Linked DNA regions of Sus scrofa: region 1 is linked to region 2. A link is a contact called in public promoter capture Hi-C data. All regions are on one chromosome and are shown on one strand. Each heading gives the region's core, a stretch centred on a gene start, on an enhancer-like site or on the middle of the called end of the contact. The rest is flanking DNA. Distances are from core to core; before and after follow the strand shown.

Evidence for each region. Promoter capture Hi-C pulls out the DNA fragments that hold promoters and counts their contacts.
Region 1: a contact with region 2 is called in a promoter capture Hi-C map of fetal skeletal muscle, with 4 times the contacts expected there. The contact joins the promoter of RAB33B here to the enhancer-like site in region 2. A contact is called at or near these places in 3 of 5 promoter capture datasets (fetal liver, fetal skeletal muscle and liver), 24 of 47 Hi-C or Micro-C datasets (adipose tissue, blood, brain and 14 more) and 1 of 2 datasets of contacts at active chromatin or transcription factors (skeletal muscle).

What each region holds. Positions count from the first base shown.
Region 1 is chr8:87,568,692-87,572,429 of Sscrofa11.1, reverse strand. It overlaps RAB33B (ras-related protein Rab-33B), which reads left to right and starts at 1,885. Exons shown (of 3, transcript XM_005656532.3): 1 at 1,885-2,314; 2 at 2,561-2,828. The coding sequence starts at 2,580. LOC102162389 (a long non-coding RNA gene) reads right to left here and starts at 2,417. Exons shown (of 5, transcript XR_002346777.1): 1 at 2,055-2,417; 2 at 1,610-1,812; 3 at 789-960.
Region 2 is chr8:87,402,320-87,405,990 of Sscrofa11.1, reverse strand. No RefSeq gene overlaps it. Among named protein-coding and RNA genes, the nearest start is that of MGST2, 9.6 kb to the right of the region's middle. Within about 2 kb of position 1,345, at least 8 of the 83 cell types and tissues checked have an H3K27ac peak or open chromatin away from gene starts, as enhancers often do. A contact at or near this core is called in adipose tissue, fetal skeletal muscle and skeletal muscle, where this site is marked.

The DNA of each region.
Region 1 (3,738 bases), core at 636-3,135, 170 kb before region 2:
AGGATCCAAATTTAGTCTCTCCTCAGCTTTGCAGTTAAAATATTAAAGAAAGGCAAGGCTACATGCTTATACTTTGAGGCCAAGTGGTAGTGGCTGCAAGTAGTAAAAAACACCAAAGACAAAATGAATTCTCAGAAAATAGAGCTGTATCACCCATCCACTATTCCCAACAGTAGAATCTCTTTCAAGCATCAAACCTGGGGTTATTCGATTAATACAAATGATACACACTTTAATCACATAAGGAATATCTCAAACTGCAGACTGAAAATACAAAACTCCTCATAACACGGTCAAGTATCTACAATGCTTTTTCCATCTAAGTTATGCAGAACTGTGCACAACTAATTGGTAAAGGGTTCAAACTGACAATCCTTACACAAGAAATCTCTCCTTTCACTCATTTATCCACCATTTACTGAATAACAATGACTACTATTTTCAGCCAGTAGCCAAGAACCGACAAACCAGTTGGAGGGCACAACACATAAACATGACATAAACAGCCAGAGATAGTATTCCAAAGCCCAGTGAGCAATACCCCCAAAACACAATACTTTTAGAATAAATCCAAAACATTCTGAGCTGAAGGAATCAACCAAAGCTTCACAGAGATAAGATTTTTGAGCTAGTATGTGAAATATGAATAGGATCTGGATAAAGAGACAAGAAAATGAATTACTAATGCAGTTTAGCATGAGCTAAACCAAAAAAGTCAGAATACAAAAAAGAGCAAGGGCCTTGGGATACAGAGACGTTGATGCTTTTTAACCATATTTTCAAATTACCTGATTAGCCACAGTTTTGAATTCTTCAAGTGCTTTTTCTCATTAAATCTTCAGATTCTATCTTTTAAATGGGACAGGTTGAGTAGACCTCTAATAGTTTCTGGGATGATTAATCTTCATAGAAACCACCTCACAGATAAACAGTTAGGATTTTCAGGGCATGTTCTGGTTTCTGTAACAGTAAACTGAAATGTAACTGGCATACACATTCAACCAGGTAAACTCCTCCCTTCCTTAACATAACTTGGTATGCTAGTAACTTTAGTTTTTCCACCATAACAGAAATTATTGTGTATCAAGGCTTTTGCAAATTGCTGGCAACTAGGCATGCTCAGGTGCTACCACTAATTTGCTCTAAGCACACCTTCGTTTTATCTGCCGAAATAAGCAGTTTATCTCCTTTCTTAGGGCTGTTAGTGCTCTATTGTTCCCCTCCTTCTATTTAAGGCATACTATGTACTCCTCTCCATTCTCCTTGTATTTCCAGGCAGCAGGCATAACCCTGTACTTAGAACAAACCAAAACAAAATAAAAAACCCCAGTCTCGTTACTGCAAAACAAAACAAAACTTTTCACAAAAAGCAGTGTGTCTGCACATTTGGGACATTTTCTATGACTTAGTATATAGTAGGTTTCCTCGGAAGAATTCACAGTAATCAGAAAAAATTAAGACTGAATGGTCTCATCTATTAATATTTCCCTTAGGTATACGGACAAAGACAACTTCTGCGAGCACTCAGTAATATTTAACCGCTACGACATCGTCACCCAGGCCTGCTCACGAAGACCTAAAACCAGGGCACAGCCGGTTTTACTCTCACCACAGAGGCCGTCGAGTGACAGCTTCTGGGTTCCATGCCCCCACGTGGTCCACATGTGATTTGTTCTACTTCTTTTGGGCCGCGAATCCCGGACACCAGAGTTCTGCAGGCACCGAAGCATCGCTCAGGGCGTCTAATGAAATCTTCTGCGCGGAGGCGGCGGACGGCATTGAACTCTTGCCTGCTCACTGACAACCACGCTCCTGTCAAGACCACCCGGAACTCGCTTCTAAGTGCTTCTCACACCCTCACTCCCACCTCCCAGCCCCGTCGCTGTCCCAACTCCTGCGGTCACGAGAGCCCAGAGGAGTCAGGGAGCGCAGCCGACTCCGGGGACCCCAGCTGCAAGCCAAGGGAACCCGCCTCCACCTCCAAGCCCGGGACGCCCCAACCGCAAATCGAAGAAAGCGAAGAGCCTGACGCCCGAGCCCTCCGAAAACCTTACTCGGCCTCAGCGGGCACACGCCCCCGTCGAAACGGCTCTTCCGCCCTCTCGCGAGAGACTGCCTGGCGGTACCTCCTTCCTTTCAGCTGTCTCTCTCCCCGCCTCCAGAGCGCTCGCGCCGCTTACTCCAGAGGGCGGGAGCCTTGGACGTGGCGGGGCCGGGCCTGCCTGGGTGCTGGGCCTGGGCACTCTGCTTGGCCTCTCGGCAGCTTGCCTTCCGCGCCACCGTCAGGCTCCTGACAGGCCCCGTGATTTCCCAGGTAGACGGGCCCCGGCCTGAGTGACGCTAGGGTGGAGCCGGGGACAAGGCGGGAGGGTCCGTGAGTCTAGGCTGGTGGGCGCCACACCTGCGCGGGCCGGGGGCGGGGCGGGAAGGTGCGCACGCGCGCTGCAGGGCTGGAGGGCGGTGGCTCCTGGGAAGTTGCGCAGCCCAGCCGGCGGGCTCGGCGTTCGCTCCCGGTGGCGTAATTTCCCAGCCTTTCTGCGTCTCCTTCCCACCGCCTCAGTTTGGGGCGGGTCAGGAGAATGGCTTCGGAGATGGAGTCGTCGCTCGAGGCGAGCTTCTCGTCCAGCGGGGCGGTGTCAGGGGCCTCAGTGTTTCTGCCTCCGGCTCGCTCCCGCATCTTCAAGATAATCGTGATTGGCGACTCCAATGTGGGCAAGACGTGCCTGACCTACCGCTTCTGCGCCGGCCGCTTCCCCGATCGCACGGAGGCTACTATCGGGGTGGATTTCCGAGAACGAGCCGTGGAGATTGACGAGGAGCGTATCAAGGTGAGCGGATGGAAGACTGTCAGGGAGGAAGGTTGCCTCGGGGTGACAAGTGTCCCAACCGGTCCATGGGTTAATTGTTGACCCTGTGCAGGGCATGCTATTCTAACGCTGTTGTGGAGATTGGAGTTTGGGCTTGGAAGGTCTTGTATACAGTAAACTTCTAAGGCAGTGCTTTTCAAACTTTAATGTGCATGCGATTCACCTGGGGAGTTCTTGTGGGTGTTTTGTTGGTTCGTTTTTGTTCTTTAAACACAGGTTCTGATTTGGTCAGGTCTCAGGTGATGCAGGTGCAGCCAGTTTGTGACTGTAGGGGGTACCCATGGACTCGTGGGCTGTGTCTCACGTGCTGGGAGTTATGAAGTAAGAGAAAGGAAAAACAGTGAAGTTTCTCAGCATAGGGATTTCATTTGATAAATATCTCTTATTAAACATTTCATTGGAGCACTTCTCTAGGTATTGTGGAAGTAAAGCCCCATTGCTTTTAAGGAAGTACTTAGATATTCTGTTGCTTAGAGTTTTGCTACAGTGGTTTCGGTATGACATTGAGTAGTTTAGAAAAATCTCTTTTCCTGCAGAAATATTCTGAAATTGGTACTGGTTCCTACTTGGGTTGCCAGACCACATTCTTGGTGCTATCTTCTTTTAGTTCTTTCAAGTCTTATTGGTGGCTCCTGAGAGTGGAGACAGAGTAACAGTGGAGAAAGTGGTGAGCCCAAGGCCATGCCTGGAATTCTGAGGGGTTGGAATGGGGGTGTTGTAGAATGAGGATCAGTGACAGGGCTGATGCCTCCTGATGGTGTAAAAACCCTAGACACACTTCTTCACTCCTAGCCACTACTAACCCGTCAGTCACCTGCTAATACCATCCCTTACAACCTATGGACCCGGGGAACTGCTCTGCCTTCCTTAT
Region 2 (3,671 bases), core at 96-2,595:
GTGCTGCGTTTGGGGGTGTTCAAAAGAAAGAGAAGAGGGGAACCAGCTCTTCATAGAGAAGCAGAGGCTGGTGATCGTCTACTTGGTTCGTCAGTTAGAGACCCCAAACCAGATCCATCGGGGCTACCATGTAAGCCCCAGGACGGGCCATTTGGCAATTACGTGGACTGTTTGAGCCGTATTCATCCTTAACATCACACAGTGATGAAGGCCATGAACCCATTGTGACCTATGACTTTGCCTGTGACCTCTTGGGGTGAAAATTAAGCACAAAATTCTGCCCTCAAGGTTTTTAAATATTAGTGATTGGATCCTGTTACGGACTGAATTGCATCCACCCTGAAATTCATATATGAAGGCCCAGCGCCAGTATCTCAGGATGTGACTGTATTTGGAGATGGGACCTTTAAAGAGGCAGTTAAAATAAAATGAGGCTGACTGTGGAAAACAGTATGGAGGTTCCTTAGAAAATGAAAAAAAGGAAAGATGAGAACTCTGACTCAAAACGCACAGACACCCCAATGTTCATAGCACCACTATTTATAATTGCTAAGACATGGAAGCAAGCTTAATGTCCATCCATATAGGAATGGGTAAAGAGGTAGTACATATATACAATGGAATATTACTCAGCCATAAAAAAGAATGAAGTAATGCCATTTGCAGCTACATGGATGGACATAGAGATTATCCTAACAAGTGAAGTCAAATACTATATAATATCACTTACATGTGGAATCTAAAAAACAATGTGAATGAATCTGAATATAAAACAGACTCACAGACACAGAAAATGAATTTATGCTTACAAAAGGGGAAAGAAGGGGAGATAAATTAGGTGCATGGGATTGACAGATACAAACTATTATACTAAAATAGATAAGCAATAGGATTTACAGTATAACACAGGGAACTATAGTCAATATTTTGTAATAACTTATAATGGAAAAGAATCTGAAAAAAATGTAATTGAGTCACTTTGCTGAACACTTGAACACAACATTGTAAGTCAATTATACCTCAATTAAAAAAAAGAATAGTAACACACACACAAATAAAATAAAATGAGGCTGCTTGTGCGACCCTAATCCAACCCGACTGGTGTCCTTATGAAAAGAGGAGAGTAGGGCACACAGGGAAATGGCCATGTGGGGACACAGTGAGATGGAGGCCACCTGCAAGCCTAGGAGAGAGGGCTCAGAAGAAAACAAATTGTCCTCACCTTGATCTTGGATGTCAGCCCCCTGATACTTTGTTATGGCAGCTGAGCGGACTAAGACAGGTCCCTTGGACCAGGTGTGGGGGTCGGGTGAATGCTGGAGTGTGCACGGTGTTGGGCTCCTGGTCTGTGTAGAAAATGGTCCACCAGTCACCCTGGGGACTGACTGTAGACCTCGACTCCCTGGCCCACCCAGCCAGCCTGCTGCCCTCTCTCTTCAAGACACACTATTCCCTGCTGTGGGTGGGACTTGTGCCCTGGTGTCAGGGACGGAGAGAAAATAGAATCAGAGATGTGGGTTAGCAGTAGGATGGGGAAGCAAGAAAAAAGCAAATTCATTTATAGTCTGTGGAGAGCCAACCAAGGATCCCGATGGGAAACAGGGCCAGGCAGGAAGGCCCCGCTTTCCTAAATAGAACTCTGTTTTGACATGCTCCCTGCAGCTGTTCGCGCCACCCTTGTCGGTCTAGCCAAGCGCCAAGGATGGAAAGGATGTTAGCGCTCACTGCGCCATCTGGTGGCGATATGGGAGAGGTACAGTGGATCTTGGGCACACAGCTCTATCTCCCCAAAACTCAGAGAAACGCCTTCTATTCTTTGAGAGTAACAGAGGGGTTGGATACAAAAAGCTCTTAGGGAAGAGAGAGATAGTGCCAAGACCACTGGACTGGGGCTAAAAGTGAACTCTTGGTATCACTTAGTTACACAATCTTGGGCAAGTTTATGAATCTCTTTGTGCCTCAGTTTCTTTCTTTCTTTCTTTTTTTTTTTTGGTCTTTTTTGCCTTTTTCTAGGGCCGCTTCCGCGGCATATGGAGATTCCCAGGCTAGGGGTCTAATTGGAGCCGTAGCCACCAGCCTACGCCAGAGCCACAGCAACGCGGGATCCGAGCCGCGTCTGCGATCTACACCACAGCTCACGGCAACGCTGGATCCTTAACCCACTGAGCAAGGCAGGGATCGAACCCGCAACTTCATGGTTCCTAGTCGGATTCGTTAACCACTGCGCCAAGACGGGAACTTCCTCAGTTTCTTCTTGTAAAAAATGTGGGTGACACCAGAGGGATTTTGTAGGATTATTGTAATAAAGGCCCCCACAACAGGAATGTGGTGCCCCTTACATGATTGTGTAAATAATCAAAAAATGATTACTGCTGCAGGCACTGCCTTTTTAATTTCAGCAGTGGGCTGGGGAGGGGGATCTGGAATGCGTTGTGAGAACAGGATAGGGTGGGTCAAAGGAGTTTCATCTGGGACTGGGAGACCCCTCTGCCCGCACAGGAATCAGGCCTGGTGTTCTCAGACCTGACCTTGACTTCTTGTTTCAGAAGAAGACCCTGCCTACCTGTGATCAGGGACAGCAGGGTCCCATCACCTCAGGCATCCAGGCATAGGGGGTTGCTTTATATTATTTCTTTTTGAAATCTCCTCCAGGCCTAAGAATATTACAAGTCTGTGAACTAAAGCAACATTAACAAGAACATCAGTCAAAGGCACCAATTATCAAACACATAATGCAAAACAGGCTAACATTAGGACTACATAGAACATTGGCCATTTGGGTTAAAAGTGAGAAGGAGGAGGAGTGTTTCAGGCCGAGAAAGGGTTTCACATCTTTGAAGGTAACTAAAATATTTTCCCCACACATTTAAAAAAGAAAGATGGTCTCTCTTCTGTCAGCATGGGGATATAGGGCATGTGTTTATCTATGGCCGCCCTGGCAGAGGCTGTGTTCTTTCTTAGTGATACCTCTGCTTTCTCTAGCACACGAGCCTTGAAATACAGGATTCAGCTAGGCAAGGGTCCCAACCAAAGACCTGGAAAATATTCACTCCACTGGAAAGAAGACTCAGGGATGGGCTCTTAAACCCTCTTGGGGCCCTGGAGTCTTAAGATCAATGACCTTGACCATCTTTGGATACATAGGCACTTCAAACTGAGCCCCCTCTTTTTATTCAATTCCTCTCTCACGAACTTACACTAATGGTTTACATGAAAATCATGAATCTACCTGGTTGCTCAAGTCAGAAACCAGGAAGGTGAGAATCCTTAACTCCTGCCTTCACTCTACTGCACCCCTTTATCAGACCTCTTAGCACGCCCTGCCCAGTGCTCTTGACTTCATCTCTCTCCTGAATCCTCAGCCACGTGCTCCACCTTGGCTCCACTGTGGCTGACTGACTCCCTGTGGGGTATCTGCAATCTGCCATCTGAAGACCACCAATCAGAGCCCTGGTGTCCCTGGCTCCTGTCTGAAGTGCTGAACTGCAGGGTACAGGTGTCAGAGGGGCCCAATGATGCAGCCTGGAAGGCTGTGTCATTGACTTGTAAAAGGAGTGTTCCAGGAACTGCTTGGGTGGATCACATCACCCCAAAGTCCAGAGGCTTGAAACAACCACTTAATTAGACTCCTGGGTGCGGGGGTCAGTAGGATGCTGTAGGACTGGCTGGTC